Linked DNA regions of Mus musculus: region 1 is linked to region 2. The links are chromatin contacts, called in public Hi-C maps. All regions are on one chromosome and are shown on one strand. The core of a region is the stretch at or near the end of the contact, and the rest is flanking DNA. Distances in the headings are between cores, read along the strand shown.

Region 1 (5,448 bases), core at 1,498-3,997, 82 kb before region 2:
ATTTTCAGTTTATTTCAATCACAGCTTAGGCAAAGACAGTATCTACAACAACATTTTGGGTTTCTTCCAATGCCTTCACTCTCCAAGTGGGCTCTATTCACAGAAACATCCACCAGAAATAAAATACTAATGCATCCGTCCTCGAGTTAAAGACCCCAAACAGAAAATACATTATTTGTGAAGAAACGTTTAAAAAAAAAATTACCCACAGTGAAATGACTTCCGGCTCAAGTACACTTAAATGTAAACGTGAGGACCCAGAGCCGACACTTAAATATACATCTGTCCATCCCTTCATAGCTCTTTTAGGGAGACCTTTTACAAATAACCTTTCCCTCCCCAAGCCTAACTCCTTTTGCTCTTTCTCCTTTTCTGGGACCCATTTATCTTCAGCCACTAAGAGGAGGAGGCTTGAATCTGTGTCCGAGCCTCAGGCTCGCTCGGCATGGGACCCGCAGTAAACACGGTTCTGTTTGTTCTTCAGCAGCTTCTTTTGTATAAACAGATGTGGTGGGAAGGGAAGGGACGGGAAGCCAGATCCCTGGGAGGGGCGGGAGGTCTCCTTTCTGGAGAAGACTCCCAGCTGCAGCCAGGAGCCCAAGGAACAGGACACATTTCTTGTTCAGGCCTTGGAACTTGCAGTTCTTCCAGGCAGGGGCTGTTCCCCTCTCTCTCTCTCCTCCACCCTCCACCCCCAGCCTTTGTTCCTGGGAAGGCTGTCTCCATGTGATGTCTATAGCTCACTTTTGCCAGAGCAAACATTTCCAAGAGGGTTTATGCTAAGTAGGTATCTGTAAGGCACATTTCCCCCCTCCTTCTCTCCAGATACACTGTAGACCAAGATTTTGGATCCCAGCCCTTCACACCTGTACTTTGTCCATATTTCCTTTGTTCTTTTGTAGCCTTCAACTAAAGGGGCCGGGGTGGTGTTTCAAGCAGCGAAGTTGTTAGTTTGTAAAAATAACCAGTCAGTTTCTACAGCGGATTTGATGCAGACTCTGCCTTCACTTAGCGATTGATATTTTCACATTAGTTATGGATGCTAATAGGGAACTATTCCAAAGCTGGGGGAAGAAAAGGATGGGGGCCCGAGAGCTTTGCAGTTCTGTTTCCGAGAGCATAGAACTCTAGTTGGCTTTTTGGCAGTTTATCTACCTGCGCCCACGACTTCGTTAGTTCTCCTTCAGAGGTGGGTGAAATAAAAAAAGGGGTTGCTCCTAGGATTTCTACCAAAGGGGCTAAATTTTTGGCGGCCTCACATGGTGGCTCTTCTTGTCTAGAAAAGGAACAAAGGCCGATACACTGCAAAGGCCTCCCTTAGGGCATGCGGGGTTTGGTGTAAGTGGTGAGCTTTGCTCGGTGCTGCTCTCTCCAGGAATCCTGGGGAATCCTGAACAGGGCTCCAGGAACTGGGGCCAAGAGCATGGGAGAGGGGAACCCCATGCACCACCCCCGGGGCCAGCATGGGATCCTCAATTTTGAGGGCAGAAGCCCAGAGATGGAAGGATAGACCAGCTCTACGCCTCCAGTCCCCACTCTCAGAGTGTATATAATAATGAGCGAGGGGGGAGCAGTCTCTCAAACCAAGGGAGTAATAATAGCAAGGGTTTTATTTTTTTTACAAGCCACAGTGGTACTCTATCATCTTTCCAGCTGACAATCTGCCACTCTCTAGACAGGAGAGGAGGCGGCGGGAAGTTTGTAGTGGAAACCCAGAGAGGCCTTTCCAGTATGAAATAAAAAGAAAGGAGACTGGTTTCCAGGGACTGGGCAGCTGAGGGCTAGTGGGATACCCCTCGTCCTCCCAGCCCCCAGGCTAAACTGCAGCTGAAAGCAGGTCTTGGAAGACGCTTCCTTCCCGCCTCCTCTTTATTTCACTTAAGTTACTGGCTCCAGATATTTGAAACGATTTGTTTTCAGCGCTGCCGTGGGCTGCACTGTTAACTCTCACCGCGCCTGGGGCGCCCAGGGCTTTTCCTTCCTAGCGCCCACCCCAGATCTTCAAGAGTGCACACCTCCAGCCGCAGCGCCCTGCGGGTTCCCCTTAATTTGCGGAGGACCAGAAAGTCCCAGCTGGACACGGGGCGAGGGCGAGAGGCAGGGGTCTGCTTTGCTGCAGGCCGGCCTCGGCTCGGCACGGCATCCCCCTGCCCTCGGCGCCGCTGCGCCGCTCCCTTTGGCTCAGAGGACGTCCCCCGCAACCCTCGGGGCCACTGAGGGTCTGGAGAGATGGAGGGGCGCGGGTGAGGAGGGCGAGCCGGCAGTCCGGCCCGAGAAAGGGCGCGGGACCCCGAGCAGCCGCACGGGGAGAGCGGGGAGCGCGGGGAGCGCAGGGGCGCGCGGGGCGGGCGCGGCGCGGGGCTCAGGACGCGCGCGCGCGCCTCGGCCTCGCCCGCGCACACGCGCCTCCCGGAGGAGAAAGAGGCGGGCGGGCGAGCGGGCGGGCGCAGAGCACCGCGCCGGCGGCTGCAGCGGGCCGGGCCGCCGCGAGGGAGGGGCGGAGGGGCGGGCGCAGGCCGGGAGGGGGCGGCGGCGCGGCGAGAGAGCGAGCTCGCGGCTCTCGGCGAGTGTGGCTGCGCGCGAGCCGGCGAGCGGGTGAGTGCGCCGGGCGGGCCCGGGAAGCAGGGGCCGCGGGGGTGCCGGGCACTGAGAGCCGGGGGAGGGTGACTGGCGGGCAGGCGGGCAGGCGGGCGGCGGCGGCTCGGGCGCGGCCGGGATGCACCTTAGCGGGCGCCTCTCGTTGCAGCGCGCGGGCGGCCCGAGGCTCGGCAGCGGCGGCGGCGGACACGGCGGCGGCGGACACAGCGGCGGCGGCGGACACGGCGGCGGCGGCGCTGACACCTCCCACCATGGACAGCTTCGACTTAGCCCTGCTCCAGGAATGGGACCTCGAGTCGCTGTGGTGAGTCCCGGTGCTGGCCGCTGGGGAGCCGCGCTGGCCCCGCCTGCCCTCACCTGGGCCGGGACTCCGGGTGCCCGGCCGCCGTGGGGGTGGGGTGGCTCGGGGACACCCGCCTCGCTGGCCGGCTCCTTCCAGCCTTGGCGGGCTGGATGCTCGGCCGCCTCCCCGTGAATTCGTCGGTCTCCGGTTCCGTTCTCTCCCCTCGGTGCTTGCCTGCGCTAGCTCAGGGGGCCGGGGTCTGGCTGCCACTGGAGGAGCGCAGCGGTGGAGGGGAAGAGAACCGATTTTTAGAACGTGTCACTGATGCCTGAGAGCCCACCCCTCATCTCGCAGCCCCTCTCAGCTCCCTTCCTTCGGATTGTGCTCCCCTCCAGCTCCCGGAGAGCCTCAGGCTCACCACCCCTGTGACCCCCTAGAGTTGGTACCTCTACGAAGTGCCCGGAGAGGATGCTCTCTAGCCTTGCGCCCTGCCTGCTCCCTGCTTGGCGTTTGCATCCTTCCTCTGTCCTACCTCACTCCCACTGGAGATGGAAAAGTGAGCACCCTAGGCAGGAGGCCAGTGTGTCTTGGTGCCCGAATTCCGGAGGCCTTGGCCCAGGGAGACTCATTTCCCGGAGGTTCTCGGTTCCTTTGCACCCTTTCTTCACACATGCCCATGGCTGAACTCCTCACTCTTTTTGTCAAGCTCAAAGCTGGCAGCCTGGAATGCACTTGGGGTTCCAGTTCTCGCTAATCTCGCATTAGGGAGAGCTGCTATAGGTAAATCACAGGTAGATGCAATTTAATTCTAGTTGCGGTTGTCTGAAAAATCCCATTGGCTGCTTCAGCATCCCTCACATTGCCCCCACCCCTTAAATGTTTCCAACCAGCCCTATTCAGGTGGTAAAATTACTGCTTGTATATTCCTGGAGGAACTTGTGTTATGTTTAATATTTACGGGGATGAACATCTGCTGGAACAAGCATATTAACTGCTTTCTGTTCTGCCTCTGGTAATCGCTGATTGTAGAGCTGAGCAGTTCCCTTTTTAATTCAGTAAAGAGTTCACATGTGTCAAAAACTGCAAGTGGTGTGCACATGAATATGCGATGCACAATTTTAAAGCTAAACTGCTTTATGATTTATGACACATACCTCGATGGCATGTGGGCATGTGAATCTCCATAGTGACTTAGGCTCAAAGTGACTTTATTTTCTTAAAGACAGGTGTAACAAAATAAACTAGACACAGAGCTCACGAATTATCGGGCAGTTTCTTATAGAAGATCCGACGGTGACTACAGCTTGCTCTGCATAATGCTAGCACCTATAAAACACACAAGGATGGGCTCCAATGTAATAAAACTTGTATATATTACACTGGCAACTTCAAAGAGCTAGTGTAGAGAGAATATGGAACATGTTATTACTCTATAAAAGTTGCTAATTACTGTGTTGCTGCTCCTGGGGTTATTCCAGTCTTTCATTTACAGATACCTATTATTTTACAGGTTTACCTTTTGAAATATTGGTTTCTGGCACAAATTCAATAGCTTCCCAGATAACAACTGCCTTTTAAAAATGACTTTTGCTTTTTAAAATCTAGGCAGGCTTGTAGTTAAAGGGGAGAACTTATTTTTTGGACGCATGTTTATGCTACTTATCCACTTTCTGGTTCAAATTGAACTCCTGTATGGTTTTTATAAGTTGTATTTTGAGATTATCAGTGGTAATGTGTAGGCCTTTTTGGCAAGGGCTCAAGGTGTGTCTTCAGTTCCCAGTAAATTATCTTGAATACTGTCAAAGAATGCCTGCTGAATTGTCTTTAAATTTTTAATATCCTATTTATTTATTTATTTATTTATTTATTTATTTGACCATATCTCTCAACATAGTCCAGGCTGGCCTGAAACTTGCTTTGTAGACTGGGCTGGCCTCAGACCACATAGATTTTACCTGTTTCACTAGTGCATTGAGGACATTGCGCCACCACAGCTGGAAAGCATTTTTTTTTAAGCCATTGCACACTCAATCAGATTTGTAAGCAATATATAGTTTCTTGGCTTAAGAAAGCATGTTAGATTTCTTGATTACAGTATAGTAGAACAGTTTGGCTTAAGAGAATGTTTCTTATTTTGTGGATATAGAATTTACATTTACAAAAGGTTATCTTTAGGTAAAGTTAAAGATAAACCAAAAAACTTGGGTTTGCATTTCAAATATGTCAGACATTCTCTTAGTTATGGACCAATTTTTGCATGACATTTCTAACTCAATTTTAGGATTTGCTAAAGACTTTTATGTTTACAGTTCAGTTTCAAGCTCATGCATGATCAAAAACATGTAGTCTCTCTCTCTCTGTCTCTCTCTCCTTCTCCCCCTCCCTCCCGCTCGTTCGCTCCTCTCTTTCTCCAGCTCTTGTTTGTTTTTGAAAGAAAGTCTTGGTGTGCAAGTTTCACACTCAAGGTAATTATCCTGCCTCAGTCTACTAAGTTCCGGGATACCAGGCATGGGTCCTTCATGCCTGGCATACTTGATTACTTTCTATATGTCTGATATTCCTATATC
Region 2 (5,240 bases), core at 1,289-3,788:
TGATTCCCATGATTGTTAAATTCCAGAATCTTAAAGAAAGTTCAGGACTCGGTGTGCAAATGATTTTAGTTGTATTTGTTGGAGTTGCTTTATATCTGTGGATGACGTTTGGGCAAGGAAGGAGATAAAAAGAACTTCTGTTTACTATGTATTTTTAAAGTTTTTAACAGAAATTTCCAGTGCCCACTCTGCGCCAGGCACGGAGGGCGCAGTTTCACAGATCAGCACAGATCGACTTCTGAGGGAGCTGCGGTGCAGAGGGCGATTCTGCATAGGCACAGTCACTGTGAAGCTGCAGCGTTCTCTGTAGGATGCAGGAGGCCCTTGGGTATACCAGGATGCATCTGGGCATGCTCAGGAGGAGAAGTATTACTCAAGGGAGAGGTTTGGGCTTAGGGTGCGGTGAGCAGCTGGAAAGCAAAGGTGTTTAAGTGACTCAGGCTCAGAGAGAGACTGTGGCCTAGAGACTAGCCTATCTCAGACTGAGGATGGGTGAGTGGGGTCCTGAGTCAGCCCTCTGTCCTCAGGGCAGGGCAGTGACCTGATAAGAAATGCCACGTGGCTTTAGTGTCAGATTGGTCAGATTTGCTTTACTTCAGATACCGGAGGCAGCTAAGCTTAGGTAATGAAAAGTTTTATTCAGCACAAAGTCTTGTATATTTCAATCCAAAACCAAGCGAGGCCATCAGAGTAGTCTCTGGTGAGGTGGAGTACCATGGTGGGAGCATGTATGGAAACAAAGTGCATACATCTTGAACCAGAGTTGAGAGAAGAGGGCTATTAATGCCTCCATTGCCCTTTTAGTGGCTGTGCTATCAATGACTGAAGAGCCCCTCTTTCCAAAGTTCCACTACCTCCTAGTAACACCACCTTGGGGACTAAGTCCTTCACGCATGGACCGAAGAGGACCATTCTAGTCACGCTCAAACCAGAGTAGATGCAGAGGGACACTTAACTGTCAGAAAGAAAAGCTAGGAGACGCATGGGAAGGCCCCTGGGGTCTTGGATGGACCCAGTGGTGATTATGGGTAGGGAGGTTCCAGTGGAGGAGAGCCAGCACCGCTTAGCTGTATCTGGTCTAGGGATTGACTGGACGTTATGATGAGCAGTGCTGGAGTCAGACATTGGTCAGGGGACTGTAATGGGAGGAAAGACTCAGTTAGCATGGCAGCCCCTTTGAGCCCCGGGGTAGTACAGGGAAGCAGAAGGGGGTTAGAAGTACCTCAGGCACCCAGTCAAGACAGTGTTAGCAGTAGGAGGTTGGGAAGTGATCCTGCCCATGGGTTAGCCCTGCAGGGAAGTAACGAGCTGGCCATGAGCAGCAGAAGCAGATCGTGCGGACAGGAGACCAGGCCAGGCGCTGGGGAGAGCCAACAAGTGTCAGAAACTGGCTGACAGGGAAGGGCCACGTGAGAGGAACAGGCAGGGAGAACTGCTCGCTTTCCCTTCTTAAAGACTGGTGTCTCAAATGCCTGAATATGTCTCTCTCAAAAGGCCAGGAAACCCCAAGACAGTGAGCACATGGGACAAAGTGAGTTTGTCTGTGGAATGTGGGCATGGGGGCAAGCTGCAGAGCTCAGAGGAGACAAATAGAATCTGGTTGGGTGGGGCAGGTAAGGGGGCAGTGTTGCAGGTCAGAAAATAGAGAGAGAATCTGCCTGGTTTGCCAGATGCTCTGTGACAAGGCTCTACACCCCGGTCCAGCTTTGTGGTGGCATGATTACAGCTTTATTCTCAGGGAATGTTACGTGTTTTCTGTCAGGGCTGGAGAGCATCAAAATGTTGTCCCTTATTTGTTCCCACTCTGTTGACCTACGAGGCTCCAGGTTAAGCTGATAAACTGCCCTGTGCAGAAACAGATCCTCTCCCCTCCCCTATAAGTAATTCAGCCATGCTGTCTATATGGAATTGTTGTCCTGTATGATCAGAAGGTATGTTGGTCCCGTGCATATTCTGTTGAAAGTCAGCTCTGCTGGATTTCACCCTGGCCATCAGCTAGTTCTGTGCCTGACAGGTAAATTAATTCAGGGCAGCAGGTAGAAGTAGCCTGAATTTATTCATTCCTTTGCAGAAAGCCTGCTCCAACCAGTAGGTGCGTATCTCCAAGGTGGTTCTGGGCAGGCATATCGAGGGGCTGGATTCAGGAGAGGACAGTGCATTCCTTAAGGGCTAACACTCAGTCTGCCCAGCTCTATGCCCAGGAGCCTGATCTACTTGGGAGATTCAACTTGGCCATCTTGATAACCTCAAACCTGAGGCGCCAGCTCAATGACCCAGAGTGGCTAAGACAGTGACTGTGTAGAAAAGCATCCTGGTTAAAACACAGGCAATGAATGCTGTGAAACTCGGCAGAGCCATAAGCAGCTCTTCGAGTTCCTAGAAGCTGAGATTGGGAAACATGCTGCAAAGTGAAGACAAATCTTAACTGAGCGTTTGCTGTAGGGAAACATGATTGATTGCCTCCAACATGCACAGCCCTGAGAGGAAGCAGCCTCCTCCACCCGCGTCAGCTCGGGCACCCGTGATTGATGGCAGCTCCGTGCTGCTGCCAGGGAGGGAGTGCTTGGAAATAGCATAGTAGGGACTTTGCAAGCCAGTCTCATTTGGCTAAGTTACTGCTTTTGTGAGGCTCGCCGCATCTTTATATTCTACCAAGGAGAAGATGGTAAATCAGAGTAATTGCTTCATCCCAAGGCACTTTTACACTGCGAAGGGAAAAGGTCCTGTTAAGAAACTCAAATTAACTTCTGCTGGTTAGACTATATGGAAAGCCTCTTTGAAAGCTGCTTGTCATCCAGCCTGGCAGTTTATTTATCATGGAACAATTCCATTAGCGCCTGACACTTGTTCTCATGGTATGGAGGCTTAGGCCTCCCTCAGGAAAAACATTTAACCCTTGGCAATGCAAAGCTGTCATTTATCTGTCACCTCTCTCTCTCTCTCTCTCTCTCTCTCTCTCTCTCTCTCTCTCTCTCTCTCTCTCTCTCTCTCTCTCTCTATCCACTGGAGGATGTTTACAAGAGAAATTCTAAAGTCTTCATTTCCAGGGACATAGAAATGGAGTTTGGACCCAGAAGATGATCAGTAAAAGCTTGGTGCAGCAGGTCCCCTTCCAGGTTGCAGCAGAAACCTCACCATGCGAGTTACAGAATGCTCTTATTACGTTGTTATGTAATTTCTAAGGAATTCCATATATGGAATTCCACCTCAACAGGATAAAATAGGGAAATGGATTATAACTCTTGCAGTCTAGAGTCAGTGAGGGGCTGATGTTGTCTTAATTGAAGTAATATGACTGTTTTTTGCTGCCGCTGCTGCTGTTGTTGTTGTTGTTTTGTTTTGTTTGGTTTGGTTTGATGTTTTGTATCCTTTTAAATTATTTTTTGCTTATTTTGTTTTTGACTACAGAATTTGTAAAATTGAGTCAATCAAGGGTGACTAGCAAATCTTAAAAGAATAGTCACCATTTGAAATTAACACCCTTCAGCCTGACATTTACTAACAAAGGATGGGGGTACCATTTGTCAAAGCTTGTCAGGGGGCTGTCCCCAGAGAGGCAGTGCAGTGGAGTCGAGGAATTCTATGTCTGGTGCCAGACTGCCGGGCTTCTAAGTGAAGAGCTTCTCCTGGCTGCCCGTGGGACAGGGCCAGTTAGCTATGCTCAGAGCCTCTTGTTTTCTTCATTGGAAACTAAGGATAATGGCTCTTGGGAGTTTCAAGATTATTAAATGAAATAATTCATGTGAGATCCATTTGCAGTAGCTGTCATTATTGGAAAATTTAATACAAATCAGATGGGTCTGGAGAATGGCATAGATCACCCCTAGGTTTACTTGGGGTTTTTGTGGGTGGTTCATCTGGGTGTGATATTATAGCTCTCTCAGAACGTGGTGTAGAGGAGACTCAGGTGTGCAATGCCTTCAGCGTCATCGTTTTTCTGCAAGAGCAATCAGAGGACCCAAGGCCGAGGTCTACAGATGCTCCCAGCAGAGCCCCTTAGGACTGAGGATAAGATGGAGCTACTCTCCATGGTTGGTGGCAAACGAGGAAGAGGGGGGTCCACTTATAGGGAGATGGTGGGCCGCGTGTGTAAGGCTGGCAGGATATGCGAAGTGAGCTGGGAGCTGAAATTGCTTTACTCAGAAAGAAGAAGCCGGGATAAGGGAGCAGAGACATCATAACGTTCTTGGGGGCTTGAAGAGACTGTGCGTTGTTGAACGGTTTTCTGTCCTTAGCAGGCATGTAACTACTGTCCTGGTCACCTTCAATACTGCCTTCAGAAACTCCCTTAGGACTATCACTGTCACCACCACTACCATCATCATAACCACTACTACCACCATCACCACCATTACCACAATCACCCCACCACCACCACCACGATCACTGTCCTAGTATAGCCCCCCTCATCACCACCATTACCACAATCACCCCACCACCACCACCACCACCACCACCACCACCACCACCACCACCACCACGATCACTGTCCTAGTACAGCCTCCCTCATCACCACCACCAGCCTCAACCGTATCACACAACTCTCACACCTTGCTCTATTCTAGTTTCCTTGATTTGTCTGACATTTCCAAGTTGGGATCCCTCCTTGTAGGAAAGCCAACATAGGAGCTCTAGCCACAGTCAGAGTGCAGACATTCTTCTGTGCTTGCTTGCTTGTTAGATTTCTCAACTCTTAGCCCGCGGAATGACAGTGTCCACAAATGGGTCTTCCCGCCAATCCAGACAGTCCCCCCCCAGAAATGCCCACTGGCTAGCCTGATCTAGACAATCTCTCACCAAAAGCCTCTTCTTAGGTGATTCTAGCTTGTGTTGAGTTGTGTCAGAATTGCCCAGCTCGCTCTCTCCCGGGATCATCACCATTCCATCCACAGGCTCACCACCTCACACACAACCCTTACCACCGTAAGGGGCTGCATCTGGGACACCTTCGTCTTTCTGCCAGACTGGAACTCTGGATCACCTTGTCTCTGATTGCTTCTTTTCACCCATTTAAGCCCGGCTGCCTTTCTGTCCACCAAGTCTGTAGATGGAGGGGATTTATGAATAACATCTCAACCATCTTGCTCTCCTTTCTTTTGAGACGGGATTCCGGGTCTTTTATTGTTTACTTTAGAAATAACGAAAGATGTAATTAGTTTGACTCATCAAATCTAAAACAATTGTTAAAAATTCGGGGCGTTTGATTAGACTCCTTTAATTATACACAGCGTCTCATGTTG

The links. A called contact is a pair of places that touch in the nucleus more often than the background predicts.
Region 1: a contact with region 2 is called in a Hi-C map of cerebral cortex, with 2.0 times the contacts expected there. The contact joins the promoter of Aff3 here to the enhancer-like site in region 2. A contact is called at or near these places in 1 of 39 promoter capture datasets (hippocampal neurons), 5 of 484 Hi-C or Micro-C datasets (3T3-L1-derived adipocytes, cerebellar granule neurons, cerebral cortex and 2 more), 5 of 115 datasets of contacts at active chromatin or transcription factors (double positive thymocytes, embryonic forebrain, embryonic stem cells and 1 more) and 2 of 9 other capture datasets (adipose tissue and liver).

What each region holds. Positions count from the first base shown.
Region 1 is chr1:38,624,543-38,629,990 of GRCm38.p6, reverse strand. It overlaps Aff3 (AF4/FMR2 family, member 3), which reads left to right and starts at 2,747. Exons shown (of 22, transcript NM_001290814.1): 1 at 2,747-2,902. The coding sequence starts at 2,850.
Region 2 is chr1:38,543,034-38,548,273 of GRCm38.p6, reverse strand. All of the region lies in intron 1 of Aff3 (AF4/FMR2 family, member 3), which reads left to right. Among named protein-coding and RNA genes, the nearest start is that of Aff3, 82 kb to the left of the region's middle. Within about 2 kb of position 2,538, at least 40 of the 459 cell types and tissues checked have an H3K27ac peak or open chromatin away from gene starts, as enhancers often do. A contact at or near this core is called in 3T3-L1-derived adipocytes, cerebral cortex and hippocampal neurons, where this site is marked.